Regions from separate parts of the Cyprinus carpio genome. Here regions 2 and 3 are each linked to region 1. The links are chromatin contacts, called in public Hi-C maps. All regions are on one chromosome and are shown on one strand. The core of a region is the stretch at or near the end of the contact, and the rest is flanking DNA. Distances in the headings are between cores, read along the strand shown. Region 1 has its middle 17 kb from the start of egr1. Region 2 has its middle 4.8 kb from the start of si:ch211-175m2.5. Region 3 has its middle 25 kb from the start of egr1.

Region 1 (3,049 bases), core at 140-2,639:
TTTGTTTCCTAATTTCTGAAAGGACAAAAAAAATACATTACATCGAAATAAAAATGACGTAGAAACAGTTTTCACTGAGAAATTGCTGGTACATTTCACAATTATGAAGAAATGGCAAGTAACACATTGAGGTTAAATTTTGAAGTAGAAAAAAACTAATATTTTGGTAAAACTTTATTTTAAGGACTAGTTCTCACTATTAACTAACATATTGGCTTTTTAGTAGTACTTATAAAGCACATATTAATGTCTTATTCCGCATAAACATATTTTAAATCCCTTAATCCAACCCCATACCTAAACTGAATATCTACCTTATTTACTGTTAATAAGCAGCAAAATAGGAGTTTATTAAGGAAAATAAAATCATAGTTAATAGTTAATAATGAGAACTGTATATATAGATATATATAAAAGGGAATCACTAATTTGGAAAAAGGAACACCTCCTTGTGTCAGTATTTTGTGCAACCACCTTTTACTTTAATTGCAGCCTTGAGTCTTTTGGGATTTGTCTCTACTAACTTTGGACATCTAGACTTTGCCATATTTGCCCACTTTTCTCTGCAGAACTGCTCAAGTTCAGTTAAATTTGATGGGAAGTGTTTGTGGACTGCAGTATTCAAGTCATTCCACACATTTTCAATGGGGTTTAATGGGGGTCAGCTAACTTTTTTTTAAGGTGAAATCTTGTTTCAAATAAAAGCAGATGAAGAAAGAGTCACGTTCTGTGAGGACATGAAACTGCATTGTGTAAATAGTAGCTTATTTTGCTGCCAATAAATAAATAAATAACAGGGAGCATCTTATTCTGTATTTTTGTCTTGTTCCACAGTTTGTTTGTTTTTTTAACATCCTTAAAATAAGATTAATTTGTCAATGAAAATTGCTTAAGATATTCTGACTTATTTTCACATTGAATTAACTGTATTTTTTCAATCCATTAGCAAATTCTTTTCTAATTTTAAGTATAAATGTAACCAATTTTAGTGAACGTTTTCTTTTCTCTTTTTGCATGCATGTCCAGTAAAAAGATGATCTTTTGTAACTCTCTGAATCCATTCAAACATAATCTGCCTTGTCTTGTTTGGTTCTGGCTTCTCACTTTAAAAGGGAGTGTTCTTTGTAAACCAGATTAATAAAACAAGAGCTGAGTTCAGTTTGTCGCTCTCTTTTTTTTTTTTTTTTTTTTTTTTTTTACTTCCTGCTATCTAGTTTTCCACGCCTCTGACTTGCCCTTTCTGTCTTCTCAGCTGCAGCGTCACTGCACATGTGGTTTTCCTCTCCTCGCGACACACAGGAAATGTTGCAGCAAAAACAAATTCAGTCACCTTTTCCATGCTGTTCTGAAGCCGCAGTGTCTAAATATAGGGGCTTCAAAAGACTAAAATAAATGGTTCAAACAATGGTGTTTGGGTGTTTTTAACCACCGGGAGTGTAAAACATGTTGTAGATTTGTTTGTTGAGGTTAGATTTGGCATGTTAGTTAATCTGTCTGATCACTCAGAGAACTGAAGACTCTATAACTAGCTGCATAGGTGCGCTTCAACACATGCAATATTTTAAATTTATGCTTTATTGATCATGACAATCACAGGAAATGTGATGGAAATTAGGAAATGGGTTTAATCATGAGAGTTGTCATGCTAAAAATTGTGTGTAGAGGAAGTTAACTCAAGAGATCATGGTTTTGAGTCAAAAGTTCAAATACACAAATGTGTTTTCTTAGCAGTTCGGTTGTATGTTGACTTAAATGTTATAAATCTACAATATATATATTGAGGTGAATAGTTAAAGCCTTTAAATAAAAAATGTCTACTTTGAAAAGTACCTAACAGAAATTATTCTTCACAAACAAGGGTCAAGTAATTCCAGTTGTCCATTGTGACAATTTACCCCATACAGTGTGACAGCTGTAAGTAAACGTGTTCAGTGAACTGTATCTTTTCTCCAAGTTGATAACAGTGGAAATGTCCACTTTATGTTTGGACTTTAAGGTATATGACTGTACAGAACTGAAACAGTTTTACAGTTACCCTCTACATACTACTTCTTGACATAAAATTATTTACATGGTGTGTTTAAATCAGTCTAAAAGTAAATTAAAAGTGCTGTTGTGGTGTCATAGACTAAACACTAATGATTAGCTTTATTATCAAGCTAATTAATTTTTACATACAGACAATGATAATTATTGAAGTAGTGTATTTTAATATATGCAGCAGTTGGGTCAGATTGCCACGCATAGCACACATCCCTCCTTCCCTTTTACTATCCCCTTCCCTTTGAGCTGTTGTCTATACATGAATAAAGGCCATTGGGTCAGCGGAGCCTTTAAGAAAGCAGATTAGACCTTATTGTCTGCGAGTAAAGAAAGCAAAAGTCACGCTATAAATAGCCAGATGTAGAGTCCTCCAGCAGCAGCAGCAGCAGCAGTGAGCAGACAGCAGTAATGAACCTGACTGAGGTGACTGTGTTACTCTGCTGTCACTATGTTTGAGGCTAATATCAGCACATACTGAATTATTCTGAAAGACTCTTCTGCCTTTGTTTTTATAAAGGAATAGTTCACACAAAGTCAAGTCAAACTTTATTTATAAAGCACAACTTTAACACAACCACCGTTGATCCAAAGTGCTTTACAATAAAAATGATAATTCAGTCATCATTTATGCACCCTCATATGGAAGCCCGTTACCGTGCTTTACAATAAAATTAAAAAAAAATAAATATATATATATATATATATATATATATATATTTTTTTTTTTTTTTACAGAATTACGAGATATAAACTCACAATTCTGACTTTTTTTCTCAGAATTGCATGATATAAACTCACAATTGCGAGTTAAAGTCCAGTTTTTTGGGGGGGTGGGCTGATATGTTCTCAGAATTGCGAGTTTATATCTCACAATTCTAACTTTATATCTTGCAATTGTGAGAAAAAAAGTTGATAAAAAATTGTGTTTATATCTTGCTATTCTAACTTTATTTCTCAAAATTGCGAGTTTTGTCTTACAATTATGACCTTTTTTACTCGCAATTGC
Region 2 (3,049 bases), core at 280-2,779, 64 kb after region 1:
TCTTCTGTTAAACATAAAAGACGATACTTTAAATAATGTGGGTGACCACTTTTTTTTTTTTTTTTTTTTTTTTTTTACCTTACTATGGAAGTTACAACCAGCAGCTGTTTAGTTGAGACACATTCTTCAAAGTATCTTCTTTTGTGTTCAACATAAGAAAGAACTGGGTTAGAGCAACCTGGGTAAATTATGACTAATTTCATTTTTTGTGGTGAACCATGCATTTAAAGTGACAGACACATCCGTGCTTCTAAAGATATAGGCCTATTTTATTAAAATTTGAATAGTCTGTTAATATAATATTCCATACTTTATCAGAGCTTAGTAGACATTATTATATTTTTAGACATGATTAAACATAAATTAATATATTATTATTAATGTTAGGCCCTATTTATTAATTTATCATTGATATTAATCATAAATATATACATTTACATTTTGTCATTTAGCAGACGCTTTTATTCAAAGAGACTTACAAATGAGGACAATGGAAGCAATCAAAATCAACAAAAGAGCAATGATATGCAAGTACTATAACAAGTCTGAGTTAGCTTAAAACTTTTTTTTTATTATTAATTGTATAATAAATAAAAAGAAAACAACTACATAGAATACCAAAAGATTAGAGAAGCTAGTGTTTTTTTTTTTTTTTTTAAAGAAAACAAGCAGTAAATGTATAGAGTGCAAGTCTAAAAGGGGCATGCTTTTTTTTTTTTTTTTTTTTTTTTTTTTTTAGAACAAAATTAGAATAGCGAGAGCTAGAGTTAGAGGGTCAAATAAAGATGAAAGAGATGTGTTTTTAGCCAATTCTTGAAGATGGCTAGGATTGAGTTTGGCAGGTCATTCCACCAGGAGGGAACATTTAATTTAAAAGTCTGTGAAAGTGATTTTGTGCTTCTTTGGGATGGCACAATAAAGCGTTGTTTGGGGGGGGGGGTTATTTTGCCTCACTGAAGGTGGCAATCCTAGCTGACAGTCTTTATAAGTGAGTCATCGAATCATTAAGTGATGGAATTTTTTTGAGTGAGTCTTAGTGTTTTTTGGTATATGGTTTTGTTTGTTGGTATTAGATGCAATTATGCTGTGGGTTTGTTTGTCTGGAACTATTTTCATTGGCTGAGAAAAACGATTGTGTCTAAAATGTCATTTCTTGTTTATTAAACTGTTGTATAAAAACAATATCACAATCATGCTTTAAAAATTATTACCCATAAGGTATCTGATCAAACTGTGCAATATAAATATAGATGTGATATGACCTCCAAGACTGGAGGCTGTCTGAACCTTTTTTGAACTTTATAAAAAGTAGAGGGGATGTCTGAATTTTTTTGTAATTTATATGTATGTGTGTGCCAAGTAAGTGGTATTGATTTTTAATTAAAGAGAAAGCAGCATAATGCATTCACATTCTATGTTCTGGGCTTTCATAAACAGTTATTTCAACTCAAATGTTGCTGACTCACAGCATTTATAAACATTTGTACTATTCATAAGCATGTTGTATAAGCAGATCACAACCTTCTTGTGTGATGCCTTTAAATAAAGTGATTCTGTTTAACATTGACCGGTTTGTGGGCCTTGTGGCAGTGGGCCAGTGTAACTGGGTGTAAAAACCCAGAGAGAGGGAGCCGGGGCCGTGGCACTGACATTCCAGGCTGTTTATGCCAGCAGCTGGCCTGGGGCCAGTGCATGCGGTCAGGACATGTTTACATCTGTCTGGGCTTCCAGCAGCCACAGGTCTCAGAACAGCACAGTGGATTGAGACAGAGCAGAGGACGACACCCAGACTGTAAACATCAACCATACGCTGATGAACGTGTTGAAATCCAGCGGCCATGAACGTTGCTCCTCAGCCCTTCTGGTTTATTTTTCCTCTGGTTTATTGATTATTTTTTTCTGCTTTGAGCTTGCAAATGGATGCAAAATGAACGGTTAAGATTTGTGTTGATGCATGTCATGCGTTAATACCATGAATTCAGTTGTCTTTGTGTTTGTTAAACAATAGATGGGTTGAGACCAAAAAAAAAAAAAAACAAGGAAAGAGAGCTAGACAGAAGGAAGGATAATGTGTTATTTAAGTGTTAAAGCAACAGTTAGTGTTAAAGCAAAATTTATTCAAAATAATGTGTTTTCAAACTCATGTTTTATGTAGTTAGGAATTTGTATGGTTATGTCGTTGCTATTTTATATGGTTAAAGTTAATAGGAATTTGTGTATTCACCCTCATGTCGAAAATCTTCATGAAATCAGTGGCACCTCATGACAGCACTGGTCGAATTAGGTGTGGTCGTTGACCAAGCATTGGTCATTGGTAATTGTGTAAGTGTGAGTGGTGTAAAGCATTTGTCCTTGTTCAATTTTTTTTTTTGTCGAGACACGCTATTGTCTGACTACAGAAGACTTGGAATTTAGCACATGAGTCATATGGACTGCTGTTATGATGCTTTCTGATGCTTGACAAATATGGAAAAAGCTGCATGAAGATTCTTCAAAAATTCTCTTTTTGTGTTCTAACAGCGTACGGTTGGCAATGAGACTCTCAGGGTTTAGGATCATTAGAATTATTGTTGTTTGAGGTTTGTGTATGATAGAGTTTGTTGTTTTTTTTTCTTTTTTGAATTGAGGGAAGAGGGAAAGCACAAGAGGAAGCGGAGGGAGGGGGAGGGGGATGACTAAGGCGAGGCGAAGCATCATTTCTTTAGCTTTCTGTGATTCATCTGGGGAAATGATACCACGGCGGATCAGAAGCTAGGGAATGATGGAAGAGTGGCATTAAAGAAAAAATAAACGATTAGAACAAAGCAGCAAAAGACTGGCCAAGATTGTGATTCTTTCTCACACCTTCTAACTTTTTATTTCTCACTCCATGTTTTTCATTTCTCACTTCTGTATCACTTGGACTCATTTATGGCACTTTGTTCACCCAGTGTTTTTGAAATGAGAGAGAGAGAGAAAAAAAACTACTTTTTAACACTTGAAGAAAGTGAGTGGTGCTTGCTCATACAAGAGTTACCAGCATGATGCAAGGGTGCTTGCCATGACATTT
Region 3 (3,049 bases), core at 400-2,899, 42 kb after region 1:
GCTTAAACACTCAAATCTCTGTGATTCTGTTTCGCGTCCTCTCTCTTTTTCTCCAATTCTCTCTTTACATCGCTCACTGGCGCAAAGGCTGGAAAATCGACTATTCTGTTCTCAGTGCAGTCTGAAAGGTCAGATGCTGCCCTGCACATGAGCTGAAGAGGTAAAACCGCCTCATGTAGAAATCCTGTTTGAGAACTAACAATCAGAGGGCTTGCTTTACCAAAGCGTTTTGTAGCCGCTCATAGAGATTTCTTTATAACTCATATAGAATATGTTTTGATGTACATCATTAGTTGTGGCTCTTTAATTTGATTTTAACAGCCTGCTTTTGGTGTGTTGGTTCATTTGATGTCAGAATTTTTATTTTTAACTATGTTACAGTCCACAATAAATGCAACCTGTCATTAATCATGAAAGTAAACTGCCATTTATGACATACAGTTTCTGTCCCTGCTGTTGTTCATGCAATTCTTATAATTTCTCACTTCTGAATAAATGCATAAATGCAAATACATCTCTTCACTGCAAAAAGAAATGTATTTTTATATCTAAAAATACAGTGAAAAAGAAATACTTATGGAAATAATATACTTATAACCATATTTTAAGTGTGAACTGAATGTATTGTTTTCAGAAACTTAATTGCATGTTGTATAAAATGTATTACAGTTTAAATTTATATCAAATGCATTTTGTTGAACTCATAATTACCCCATTGTCTTTAAAATATGGTTAAATAAGTGTACTGCCAAATGTACAGACAAGCATTTATAATGACTTTAACGTCATTTCTATTAAAACTTGTCATATATTTATATACATTTTTAGAAGTTCCAGTTCAGTAAATTTTAAGTATATTAAATGTAATATCAAAAAACACACTACAGTAAATAAATTATAATCATGTGTGAGCATACACCCATTTACCTGATACTGGATTTGTTTTTGAACCATGTTGCAAAGGATTGTGCTTAAGTTATTTGTGCATGCAAATTATTATTATTATTAATACAATTTTATTTATTTATTTATATTATTTATTTATTTTGTAAATTTTGTGGGAGTCCACATTTTAGGATGAATTTAAGATTTTTAGCAATGGACAAAAATACACGTATGCTTATTATTCTTAAGTGTCCCACTTTACCCTGTATTCAGTGTGAATAGGGATGTGTGGAGAAGAGGGGAGGAGAGTGGGATCGAACTTCGGACCAAACACTCAGAGCATGTGTGAAAACAGCCTGAATCCTCATATCGAGTCAGACTCTCACGCTTCCAATAATCACGGGATGTTTACGTTTATGAAATATTACAGACAAATGAGTATTTTATCAGAAATGCAGATCAAAATGCATTCACACACTTCTAACTAGCAGTTCCCTATGGCTGTGGGATCTGCTCCTTATTTTGTTGAACTTTCCTCACTTAAGTTTAAATAGTTTTGTTTTGTCGTGTACGGCATAAAGACGACTACAAGGAATGTGTGGCTGACTCTCTCAGCCAGAGTGGTTGTTGAGGGATTGTTTTTTTTTTAAGGCATACATAACCACAGTCTGAGCTGGAAGGATTAGCTTAGCTTAGCCCAGTCACCGCGAGCTGCGTAACAGAGCAGTAGGGCTGGAGCACAGGAGAGCAGGGAGTGGCCTGAGCGCCGAACACACACACAAACACACACTGTGGCCCAGGCCCTCAAATCTCTCCTCTCCCGCTGTGTGTCATGTGATACGGGCTTAGGGAGCCAACGAGCTAAAGAAATGTGGTCTCTCGCGGCCAGCCAGGAAACCTTTGTGACCATACAAGGCACTTCCTTCCCCAACTCTTGTCTTCCTGTTGGCTATGTATGGAGTTTCCTGCCCTTTCACTCTTTTTCTCTTTCTCAGTATTGGCTGTCTGCCCTGGTAAACTGGCTTGGTGAAATCTTTTTTTCTCTCTCTCTCTCTTTCCCTCTCTGGCAGTTGCCTTTTTTCTGTGTGTGGAAAGCAGGCCAGAGGTTTCTGATTACTGATTGCTGCTGTGTGAAGGAATGGTGACCGTGTGTGTGTGTGTGTGTGTGTGTGTGTGTGTGTGTGTGTGTGTGTGTGTGTGTGTGTGTGTTAGAATGTTATTTTAACGACATGTGAGATCAGGGTGTGGGGGTTTTAGACTAGGCAGACATTTGTAGATATGTTACAATATAAAACCAGAACAGTTTGTAAGAAAATGTAAAAGTGTTTATATATATATATATAAATTTGGAAATCTATGTAAAGTTGGATGTCTTAATAATATATTGTTTAAATTGTTCAATTGTTGTTGATCAAAACCTCTGTAGTTTTTATTTTATTTTTGCAAATACAGTGATGATTGACTCAGACACAAATAAACATTCCACTAAAGACCAATGGATATTTAAATGATATATTTTAACATTATTTAAATAAATAAAAAAATAAACAAATAAAATATTTTGTGGATAATCAAGTAGACGTAAGTTGCTTTAGTACAGTGTTCATCTTGAAATATTACTAACAAAAAGTTCATACATTTATTTAATTATTTTATTTTATTTTATTTTATTTTATTTTATTTTATTTTATTTTAACAGCAAAAAAAAAAAAAAAAAAAACTGTACATATCAGTAAATGCAATGCCACAAATACTATGATTCATAAATACTTTAAAATAATGGATTAAAATAATATTGGAATGCCACGTCACAATTTCCCTCTGACAGCAAACCACACAGGACTTTCCTCATGGAGGCCTAGTAGACACACACTTACATCACACGTCCTAATGTGCACTTTCCTGCACCAATAGCCATACTAATCCATTACAACCACAACCCCCCTCTGAGCTGCTGACATCATGGCCTGCTGAGCTCTGGACCAATGGCGTTCCCAGATCCAACACTGACATCACATACCGGATGTGTGTGTTTAAAGTGGAGAACTTCAGTGCTTAAGCGCAACAAAATACAATTCTTTATATGTTAATCCATTTATTATTAAGAAAATTATTAGTTTAACTTAAGTATTAAAACCCCATGAAGTGCCTAAGAATAGCAACA

What was found. A called contact is a pair of places that touch in the nucleus more often than the background predicts.
Region 2: a contact with region 1 is called in a Hi-C map of liver, with 2.8 times the contacts expected there. The contact joins two enhancer-like sites. A contact is called at or near these places in 4 of 8 Hi-C or Micro-C datasets (liver and skeletal muscle).
Region 3: a contact with region 1 is called in a Hi-C map of skeletal muscle, with 2.5 times the contacts expected there. The contact joins two enhancer-like sites. A contact is called at or near these places in 3 of 8 Hi-C or Micro-C datasets (liver and skeletal muscle).

Annotation. Positions count from the first base shown.
Region 1 is chrA14:8,845,556-8,848,604 of ASM1834038v1, reverse strand. No RefSeq gene overlaps it. Among protein-coding and RNA genes, the nearest start is that of egr1, 17 kb to the right of the region's middle. Within about 2 kb of position 1,389, at least 4 of the 8 cell types and tissues checked have an H3K27ac peak or open chromatin away from gene starts, as enhancers often do. A contact at or near this core is called in liver and skeletal muscle, where this site is marked.
Region 2 is chrA14:8,781,996-8,785,044 of ASM1834038v1, reverse strand. No RefSeq gene overlaps it. Among protein-coding and RNA genes, the nearest start is that of si:ch211-175m2.5, 4.8 kb to the right of the region's middle. Within about 2 kb of position 1,529, at least 3 of the 8 cell types and tissues checked have an H3K27ac peak or open chromatin away from gene starts, as enhancers often do. A contact at or near this core is called in liver and skeletal muscle, where this site is marked.
Region 3 is chrA14:8,804,226-8,807,274 of ASM1834038v1, reverse strand. No RefSeq gene overlaps it. Among protein-coding and RNA genes, the nearest start is that of egr1, 25 kb to the left of the region's middle. Within about 2 kb of position 1,649, at least 7 of the 8 cell types and tissues checked have an H3K27ac peak or open chromatin away from gene starts, as enhancers often do. A contact at or near this core is called in liver and skeletal muscle, where this site is marked.